3 separate regions of the Mus musculus genome follow, and all the other regions are linked to region 1. The links are chromatin contacts, called in public HiChIP or PLAC-seq and capture Hi-C maps. All regions are on one chromosome and are shown on one strand. Each heading gives the region's core, a stretch centred on a gene start, on an enhancer-like site or on the middle of the called end of the contact. The rest is flanking DNA. Distances are from core to core; before and after follow the strand shown. Region 1 has its middle 180 kb from the start of Gm41423. Region 2 has its middle 61 kb from the start of Gm41423. Region 3 has its middle 29 kb from the start of Gm41423.

What was found. HiChIP or PLAC-seq counts read pairs in DNA pulled down with a chosen protein or histone mark. Capture Hi-C pulls out chosen DNA fragments and counts their contacts.
Region 2: a contact with region 1 is called in a capture Hi-C map of embryonic trunk, with 3 times the contacts expected there. The contact joins two enhancer-like sites. A contact is called at or near these places in 2 of 484 Hi-C or Micro-C datasets (cranial neural crest and nephron progenitors), 1 of 115 datasets of contacts at active chromatin or transcription factors (fibro-adipogenic progenitors) and 3 of 9 other capture datasets (embryonic stem cells, embryonic tail and embryonic trunk).
Region 3: a contact with region 1 is called in an H3K27ac HiChIP or PLAC-seq map of the NIH/3T3 cell line, with 5 times the contacts expected there. The contact joins two enhancer-like sites. A contact is called at or near these places in 1 of 484 Hi-C or Micro-C datasets (uterus), 3 of 115 datasets of contacts at active chromatin or transcription factors (the NIH/3T3 cell line, embryonic fibroblasts and pancreatic cancer cells) and 1 of 9 other capture datasets (embryonic stem cells).

Annotation. Positions count from the first base shown.
Region 1 is chr16:15,293,085-15,296,170 of GRCm38.p6, reverse strand. No RefSeq gene overlaps it. Among named protein-coding and RNA genes, the nearest start is that of Gm41423, 180 kb to the right of the region's middle. RefSeq lists an enhancer at 125-1,701. Within about 2 kb of position 1,685, at least 84 of the 459 cell types and tissues checked have an H3K27ac peak or open chromatin away from gene starts, as enhancers often do. A contact at or near this core is called in the NIH/3T3 cell line, embryonic fibroblasts and pancreatic cancer cells, where this site is marked.
Region 2 is chr16:15,051,602-15,054,687 of GRCm38.p6, reverse strand. It overlaps the pseudogene Gm46561. Among named protein-coding and RNA genes, the nearest start is that of Gm41423, 61 kb to the left of the region's middle. Within about 2 kb of position 1,612, at least 117 of the 459 cell types and tissues checked have an H3K27ac peak or open chromatin away from gene starts, as enhancers often do.
Region 3 is chr16:15,083,777-15,086,862 of GRCm38.p6, reverse strand. It overlaps the pseudogene Gm46561. Among named protein-coding and RNA genes, the nearest start is that of Gm41423, 29 kb to the left of the region's middle. RefSeq lists an enhancer at 1,155-2,271. Within about 2 kb of position 1,467, at least 109 of the 459 cell types and tissues checked have an H3K27ac peak or open chromatin away from gene starts, as enhancers often do. A contact at or near this core is called in the NIH/3T3 cell line, embryonic fibroblasts and pancreatic cancer cells, where this site is marked.

The DNA.
Region 1 (3,086 bases), core at 436-2,935:
AAACAGACACTTTACTGATGGAGCCATCTCCTTTGTCTACCATTCTTAATCAACACAGAAAAATAAGTGGTGAGTTTCTAGTCAAGAATACTAGCAAAATGGAAATTTATTTAAAATAATCTTCGAAGACAAAATTTGCCAGAGCTCATGCTTGTAATTTCGTTGCTTGCCTAAACTCATTTTCAGGTTAGGATGAGACCAGTGAGAGAGACCTTCTCTCCTCTAACCTAAGACTTGTAGTCCAGGCCAGAGGTATGATCTCTGTAACCCAGAGATCATGCTGACAGATGTGGCCTTAGTTCTCACCCATTATCATTTATAAGTACAACATTGTGTGCATGTAGGACACTGCCCTGGAAGATGGTATCCTAGCAAGAATAGCTTTCCCAACAATTGGGAGCCAGTGAAGCTTTATACACAAAAAGAGAAGCAAAAAGTCCCTGGGTAGCAAGTAGAAAGATGAATTTCTCCTTCTTTTGACCCTTCTTTCCTCCTCAAAGGGTTAAGTATATGGAGGAAGGAACTGCTCCACTCTGCCTCTTTGCTTGGTGGGAACTATTAAATTACTGCTGGATGTTTCTGATTATAACACACAGCAGTGCCTGTGGGACCCTGGGGCCACATGTGCGCCATCAGCCTGCCTGGGCCTGTTAGATAGCCCACATTTGCTTGTGGGTGCCTCTGTGGCACCAAAACAGAGTGGGTTTTTTATTTCAAGCACAAAGATGAGAGCTAGTGCTGGCAAGAGGGCAGGAAACGGGCAATAAAACCAGAGCTGAACGGCTTAGTGGAGCCAGGACGCTGGGGTCTGCTTAATTGCTCTGAAATGAAAAAGTTTCGGGGGTTTTCATGAAATCCCATAGGCGCCCTTGCCAAGCCTCAAATATTAGATAGAATTACATAGCTTCTAATCCCTCCCTTCTCCCCAAGCCATGTGTCTTATTTTTTCTGGATGTTTGTACCCAGCTTCAGGCCTGGTAGGAGAAAGGTTAAGAGAATGAGGGCCAGGCACCCAGAGGGTGTATCCTGACTACTTTCCTGCCAAGAGTCTAGTAATATCCACAGTGTGGCGCTGTTACGAGACTCTCTACAATAATGATCAGTGATACTCACTGTGTCAGGAGCTCTGGAAACATTTACAAAGAAAGTGTTTAGCCAGAGATCTAGGGTAACTACACAGCTCAGCCATTGCTGCACTACTGGGTGGTTGCTCCATGTCTTTCATCAGAATCTCAAAGGACTCTAAATATAATAGGGGGGATGGGTGGAGAGATGGCCCAGGAGTTAAGAGTACTTAATGCTCTTGCAGCAGAGGACTCAGGTTCAGTTTCCAGCTTCCACACAGTACTAACAGCAACCTATGATTCTTGTTTCAGAGGATCCAATGCCATCAGTAGTCACCAAGCATAGCTGGTACACATGTATATTTGAAAGCAAAAACAATCATACATATAAAAAAATAAAGGAATGTATATCAAAAAATGTACATAACAAAAAAATGTTCAGAAGCAACGGCAGAAAAAGCAGGAGTGTAATGCAGCTAGAGGTTTTCTGTGGGAGAGGAGTACTTTAGGGAATGATGAAAGGGCTGCTGGGATTGCATACAGGATGGCTAAGTATGGGGAGCATTCCTTATCTGACCTCACTCAGTGGGGAGCAGCTGAGTAATTGAGAAAAGGAAACCTGGCTAAAATGCATAAAAAATTTAACCAAATGAGTCATGAGTCACAGAGGTCTGGTCTACAGGGCTGTTAGCAGACCAGTAGAGGAGACATGAGAAGGCAGGAGCAGTGCAGCAGCCACACTTGTTACACAATGTGATACTTTAGAGATCTCTGGTATTCTGATTATTCTGTATTACTGATCTCAGGTTTCTGGCAGGTAGAGTGAATCTGCTCACCTCCTGGTGAGCTGGCTTCCTCCTGTTGATTGGGCTCTGTTTGACTGTATTATGCAGCCAAAGTATTGAAACCTTAGAAGGCTTAACTGTGGAGGCCAGCCCAGAAAGTGCTTGCCTCTGAGTGATGGAGAGTCTTCCATTTTCCAAATTATTCTTAGAAGACAAGCTTTCAACTTACTCAGGCTCCAAATAATACAATCAGTACCCATGATAGGAAGATGGTGAGGACACAGATGGTACAGTGTGAAGAGAGCTGAGGAAACCATCAAGATGAGTATGGAAGCAAAGTCTATGTGCATGTAAGCTGTTCCACACTCATCACTAAGAACCAGAGGTCCTTGTCTTTCTAGTTTCCTGAGCCTCTGGCTTAATGACTACTTAATTTGGAGGCTCCCTTTACTCCCATGCATACATGAATACTGGCAATGGCTTCCAGGACAGAATATTTGCTACTGTTCTTAGAAAGAGACTCTGTGACATGGGTCTAGGATACTCTGATATCTCATGCCATGGCTCTGATGATGGTCATCTCATCCCCTACTTCTCTCTACTTCTCTGAACTCTCACTGCTCTGTCCTTTGCATATTTATAATTAAGTAGTATTGCTTTTTCTAGACTACTTTGTGGTCTCCTTATGGCTTGCTTGATGAAAGGTATCACTGTTGAGAGTGCATGTTATTGTAAGACACCAGGGAGCCTTAGCTTACCAGGGACCCCCTGAGTGAACCATGTGGAGCCAGGATTGATGCAAAAAGCAAGAGGAATGTATTGTTCCACTGTTCTGGGGTTGTCCCAGACCCGAAGGAGAGGTGGTGACCACCAGCACCAGTTTGGTGAGTTTTTATATGGTTTCCAGGGGCAGGACAGAGCATCAGCAACTAGGTACAATATGATTGGCATAACAGTGAACCCTTTAAACTGATTGGTCTTTAGGGAATGAGGTGAGAAGGACTTCCCTTGTCTAAAGGTGAGCAACACTCAACCAGTGAATGTGTCCCCACCCATAGGTAGTTTGAGAAATGCTAATTAGCCTCTCCCTTCCAGAGGGGCGAGTGTTTCACGACCTTCCCAAAGTTCCTGAGCTGACCTTTTCATTGTGAGAGAGAATGAATGGGCTTTGTGTCTAGAGGATGATAATAGTGCGCCCAATCCATAAGAAGTCCCTCTGTGAGGGATGTAAGAAAGG
Region 2 (3,086 bases), core at 363-2,862, 240 kb after region 1:
GGGGCAGACCTTGCTCCTCCAGAGCATGGTAATTTTGTACGAGTATTCATTGTGCCACTATTCATGAAAAACAAGACTCTTTCTGCTTATTTCTGAGTTTGGTGAGAGCTACAGTATTTGCACAGGGCACCTGTTGGAATGACAGGGCGCCAAGTTTTCAGATTCATCCACAGATGCTTCTGCAGGGTAAACCATCCTTGCAGAGGATTTGAGTTAACCCTTGCTCAGTGATTTTATAGGGCTGGAATGTGAGCAGATTCCTGCACCAGTCTCAACGGTCTGCCCTGTCTCCCTCTCCAGGAGTTCCATTTAGGTCCCCTGTTGTGAATGTATTCCCTCTAACTCTCTCTTTTTTTTTTTTTTGGTTGCTCTTTAGTCTAAGACATGTTTATTTTTCTTAAGAATTCCTTATGTAATTCTTGGAGCTTTTCAGAGAAAAACCTCAATAAGTGTTTTGTAAAAAATGTAGTGAAGTAATTAAAGAAATATGGATTAATATCCTGTGTAAAGATTCTGCCCTGACTAGGAGAAATACCAAGTGTGGCCTTATTTTACACGACTGGCATTTGGAGATGCTTTAAAGTGCAGCAGTGCTGTGGAGTGTAGTAAGTGGGGTGTGGGGCGGATGAGCAGGGCCTCGGCCCTGCCCTGTCAGTTCAGATAAATCGCACAGCCCCATTGTGGATCCCAAGCTTCAAAGCCCTAGTATCAGGTTACATTTTAAAAGCAGAAAGTCAGAGTCAAAAGACACAGAGATAATTTAGATTTAACTTTGAGGCCCTTAAAACTTACTTCTGATATTTATGTTTCTTACTTTCAGGGACACTGGTTTTTGCTGGTGCCTTTTTTTCCCCCCTTTTTCTTTTCGTTTTTCCTTTTTTCTTTTTTTTGAGGGAGGGACTGTAAACCTATACTCTCAGCTTTCCACCCTGCACTAGCCTGCCCCTGCTGTCACGGATACCTCATGATTTCAATTCCAACTGGACAGGCTCTTCTATCTGGACTTAGACTCAGGTCTAAGGACTTTGGGGACAAATGCTTCTGTGAGGCCCCTGCACGATCCTGTGTTTCTCTGGAGACCTCCTGTAGCCTGAGTCCAGGGCTGCACGCAGTTCCTCGGCAGGCCATTGGCGGTTCAACCGCTAGGCCAGCCTGCTTCCTTCATTCCCTGAGTTCATATAACAAGGGTTTAGGTCTCTAGGTCATTCCCTTTCAAAAAAATCCTAAGGCAGTTCCCATAATCCGTTCTGAAGGAAAGACACCTCCTTGTCCCCAGTTCACTGACAGCTGGGTCCACTAGGGGCATAGGTCCCTCCCCACACCCTCGTCCCCCACCTTCCCACCTCCCCACCCCCAGCCTGTGCTCTCTCCAGGGAAATGACTTTTTTTTCCTTTGCATTCCGCTGCCTCCACCCGACCTGATGCTGTGGAAGTCCACCTCTGCAGCTACAGCAGATGGAGTGGAGGCTGCAAGGAAAGAAAACGCCAAGGGAGTAAATATGTGTCAAGGAACTCATTGTCTGCGCTCCACCTGTTGTTATTCTGGTCCCAATCAACCTGCTCGCCAGGCTGGAGCCAGCGGCCATCTGGAAACACTGCTCTGTTTATAAACTTGGCATGAAGCAGCACTCCCGGGCCCTGACCTCCCACACGAATCTGGAAACAATTAGAGCAAGATGATAGGCAGGCTGGGAGCACTGCTTGGGGGGAGGATGGGGGAAGGCAGGAGCCTGGGGGTAGGAAGAGGGGAGAGCCTGAGGTTGGGGGTGGGGCGAACCCGTGTGGGGCTTGGCCTAAAGTGAGCGCTAGATTTAGCAAACCTGGCAGGGCTCTGACACTCAATTTAAAGAGAATGGAGAGAGAATAGCTGAAGTCTTTTTGAGGAAGGATTAGGGCATGGACTCAACCAAGGTAGGAGTGTAAGGCTTGTGAGAGCAAGGCTTAGGGATTTCAGGGACACTCAGGGGTGGGTGAGCTACAACTGCCTAGATAGCGAGCAGAAGGCAGCCAGAGCCGGGATTCTAGGATTGTCCAGAAAACGGTGGGTCCCAGTGGGAACTTGTGGGAACCCAATGGGAGTCCTAGTGACCAGCCTGCTTGGAATGTGAGGACAGGGCCTTAGGGAGTGGGGTAGTTGGATAATTAGCACCATACTTCTCCAACCCTTAGCCTTACAGGGTGTCCATTCTGATTCTGGAGATGCTCAAGGAACCAAACAGGATAAAGTCACGAAAGCCCAAAGAGTAGCTCCATTCTGAGCAGTAAGGGTGCAATGCTGTGCAGGAATAAAGGCCTTTTGCTCCTGGGAAGGGCAAAAGCATGCTTCAGGTCAGGGTCATCCTTGAAACTCACTTCTGAAAACCTGGTTTTCGCAACAGGAGCTTAAATCATTTATATTTTCCTGCTATAGAATTGAGCTACCTTGAATCACAGAAAGGAGGAATTTTGTGTACTTTCAGGGCCACATAGGAAAATCTGTGCCATGCCAAGAGTGTGTGGCAATGTATGGACTTGATTCTGGCCTCTAGAGACCCAATTATCAGAAAGATATATGAGTTTCTCCCTCTTGTGAAGCATCCTTGTTCTCTCTGTCTCTGTCGCCAATCCCAACTTTTCATTTTCATGCTCAGCTGGGCTTCTAATTCCTGAAATATTAATCTGTAGGCGTTTCTGGCATGCCAATAATTTGCACTAATTAATATGTTCCTGGTTAACTAAGTGGTACTTAAAGAAGGAAGTTTAGTTTGTGTAAACCTTGGCTTCTGCGTGCTCAGGAAGAATAGCAGCCACAGGGAATGCATACATCTCCAAAATGTAACCCAGCGAGAGTGGCAACATCAACCAGTCTATAAAACTTGTCGTCCTGTGGGCTATACTTCATGGCTGGATCCTTTCCCCACCTCTTCTGGGTATGACTTCCCATGCATTTTTTTCTGCCTAAACACATTCTTCGCAACTTCCCGCTCTGCACAGGCTGGTTACTGAATCCAGGAATGTCTAGGGCTGCAGAGCTTGCTTGCAACATGTGCTGAAGTGGAAAAAGAACCAGGAACCACATGCATGCCCTTGTATCTGCTCATGTGTTC
Region 3 (3,086 bases), core at 218-2,717, 210 kb after region 1:
CAAACTTGTACCTTTTCCAGAAACTGAATCTGAGACACATGTGGAGGTTGGTCCTCCTGACTCAGAGTCGGGGACTGAGATCACTTAGGGCTGAAGAGGCCTGCCTGGCTCCAAGGCTGCTTGTTCCCAGTCCTGTTGCTGAAATAAATAGATCTGTAGCAAGCAACTTTTGCCTCTGTTCCCGGAGGACTAGATCCAGCTTCCTAGCAACCTGTTCCCACCACACCCAAGGAAATTCAACTACTATCCCAGTTCCTCTTTGAAAGAAAGAGCGCAAGTCTTTGGATGAACTTTATAGTTGCCGTATACCATATTTTTGTGGGTATTGAAATAGGTCAACATAGTTAAGAATGGGAAGGCTCAACCAGATCTGTGATGCTGTATGTTCTTAGATTCTTTTTTTTTTAAGATTTATTTTATGTATATGAGTACACTGTAGCTCTGTACAGATGGTTGTGAGCCTTCATGTGGTTGTTGAGAATTCTATTTTGTAGGACCTCACTCATTCCAATCTGCCCTGCTCGCTCCGGTCAACCCCACTCACTCCAGCCCAAATATTTATTTATTATTATAAATAAGTACACTGTAGCTGTCTTCTGATGATAGCTGTCTTCTGATGGTAGCTGTCTTCTGATGCGCCAGAAGAAGGTGTCAGATCTCATGAAGGGTGGTTGTGAGCCACCACATGGTTGCTGGGATTTGAACTCAGGACCTTCGGAAGAGCAGTCAGTGTTCTTAACTGCTGAGCCATCTCATCAGTCCATGGTCTTAGATTCTTGAGTCTGACTAAAAAGCTGACAGATGGGGAAACAAAGAGAGAGAGAGAGAGAGAGAGAGAGAGAGAGAGAGAGAGAGAGAGAGAGAGAGAGAGAGAGGAGCCACCCAAAACAAAAATAAAGTAGTAACAAAAATCAATCATGAAACATCAAAATTACTGTAAAACTAAAAACACTTCGAGCAAGCATGGCACAGACAGACTGCTTGAGCTAGGGGGTGGTTGGTAGAAGTCTAGGGTTGTAAAAAAAATGGTTCCTGTCTTCTTTTTATTACGACTCAGCTAGTAACAACTGTGTAGGCGGCAGGAGATCAGAAATAAATGTCTGACTTGGATTTTGCACAACTGGGTTCTGCTCCAAAGCGCACTGCCTGCCCACTGACCCAGCTCAAGTTTTATAGGGACAGCAAATAGGTATAGTTTGGGAAATCTCAGCCCCTCCTCCTGAAGGTCCGCACCCTGGAACTGGCTGGTTTGCAGGTTGCTCCTGATTAGAAAGCCGCCAGCTGTTCTGCTTCCCAATTCAATTCCGAGAACACCACAAAAACTTCATCTAGTTTCTTCTCTTTCCCCCCCCCCCGGGGCGATTTCTTCTTTGATTTCTTCTCCTCCCTCCTCTTTCTCTTTCTCTTGTTTTTACAGTCTCCTGGTAATGACTAATTGGCGGTGTTTCCCAACTTTTTTATGTTTCTCTTGCTCTTGTTACAAGCGGTACTAACCCCGTGATATCCACAGGGACCTATAGACAGCCAACATTTCCAAATGATATACAGCGTTCTCCTTTCTTTCAAAGTGTAAAACATTTACAAGGAAATGTACAAATGTATTAGGCACATTTCCCGGGTCGGTCATTAGCGCGCCTCTCTGAGCCGGGGTGCGCTGCCCTTCCCCCTCGCCCCTGTTTCCCCCCTTTCCCCGCCACGGTCCCCTCTGGATCGCGCGTTTCCGCGTGCCAGCGGGGCGGCCCGCGAGACCGCAATTGCTCTGGCCGGGATTGACGAGCCTCGGATGCCCATTTACTGCGCGAGGCAGCCACTCTGGAGCCGCGGCACATCTGGATGGAGTCAGCCGCCGAGCGCCAGGGGCCAGCGCAGCGCGGCGGCGAGCGCGAGGGAGGCCGGCTCCCGGGCCGCCTCCGCGCTGCCCCGGTGCGCCCAGGCTGGATTTCCTGATGTAAACAGATTGGCCCTGCTGGAAAATAACCGCTCTGCTCCCCATGTCACTGAGCGTGCTTTATCTGCTCAGGGTCAGCACTGTGACTTAGAAAAACAGAAGCTTTGCTTTAGATTTAAACAGCTCCAAAGCCACAGCTCATCTCTGCTGGGCCGGGAAGGGGAGGCTTGGCAACCCAGCTCCTGCCTTTGTGTTTACTTGTTCCAGTTTCTGGTAATTTGGGAGCTAATTTTATTATCTACAGTAGAATTGGAAACAAGATGCTTTTGCAGTTCACGACGCTAAGGGCATGTGTGAATCTCTGTGTAGAAGGTTGGACGTGTCTATTCAGCTGTGGTCCCCAAGCTCTGTGCCCTGGCCCTCCGCTGGTTGTCTCCTGGGGCACAGGGCTTCCTAGGGCGTGGCTGGCCATGGTTTAGGGTTCACCCTGGTTTACCAGAGCTGGGGATCCAATCCTGAGAATGTGAGCCCTTAAAGCCTTTCCCTACAGAACCTCATGAAAGTAGAAATCAGCCAATTGTAAAACCGTGACAAAGACGTTTTGACATGGCCAGTGGAGAGGGAAAATTCAAAATGATGGCAGAGCCTGGACTGTCATCGCCGATAATTAAAATGAAATGTAGATAGATATGTTTCCAGTTCAACAGCAAGCAATTCTAACAGCCATGTCTAGAAACTTCTACTGACAGAATCATCCTGGGATACTGACAGAGCTTCCCTAACAAGCAAGGACTGGTTTTGCAGACTTTAAAAAGAAACTCCGGGGGGAGGGGGGGCAATGTGTGCACCTCTGAGGGCCTAGTTGCTCAGATAGAGGTGGGGTGTAAGCTGTTTTGGAAGGCCCTGGGGGCTGGAAGAGGAAGAGTTACAGCTTCCTGTGACGTCCTGTGACGTGCTAGGGTGTTCTGAGTCCTGTTCTGGGTTTCAGGGACACTGCATCAGAGTATTAACTTTGTATTAACTAAAGGCCCAGTCACAGTGGGCTGCTACTCAACTTTGAATGGGTTCATAGAATTTGTGTCTTTTTCCCCCTCACAGGCTGTATTTTGATGAAATTACTCCAAATTGGGTGAACAATGATGGAAAGAATGTGGATCTGAATGGGCAAATTTGCTGTTAGCTGATTTTGATATGGAGA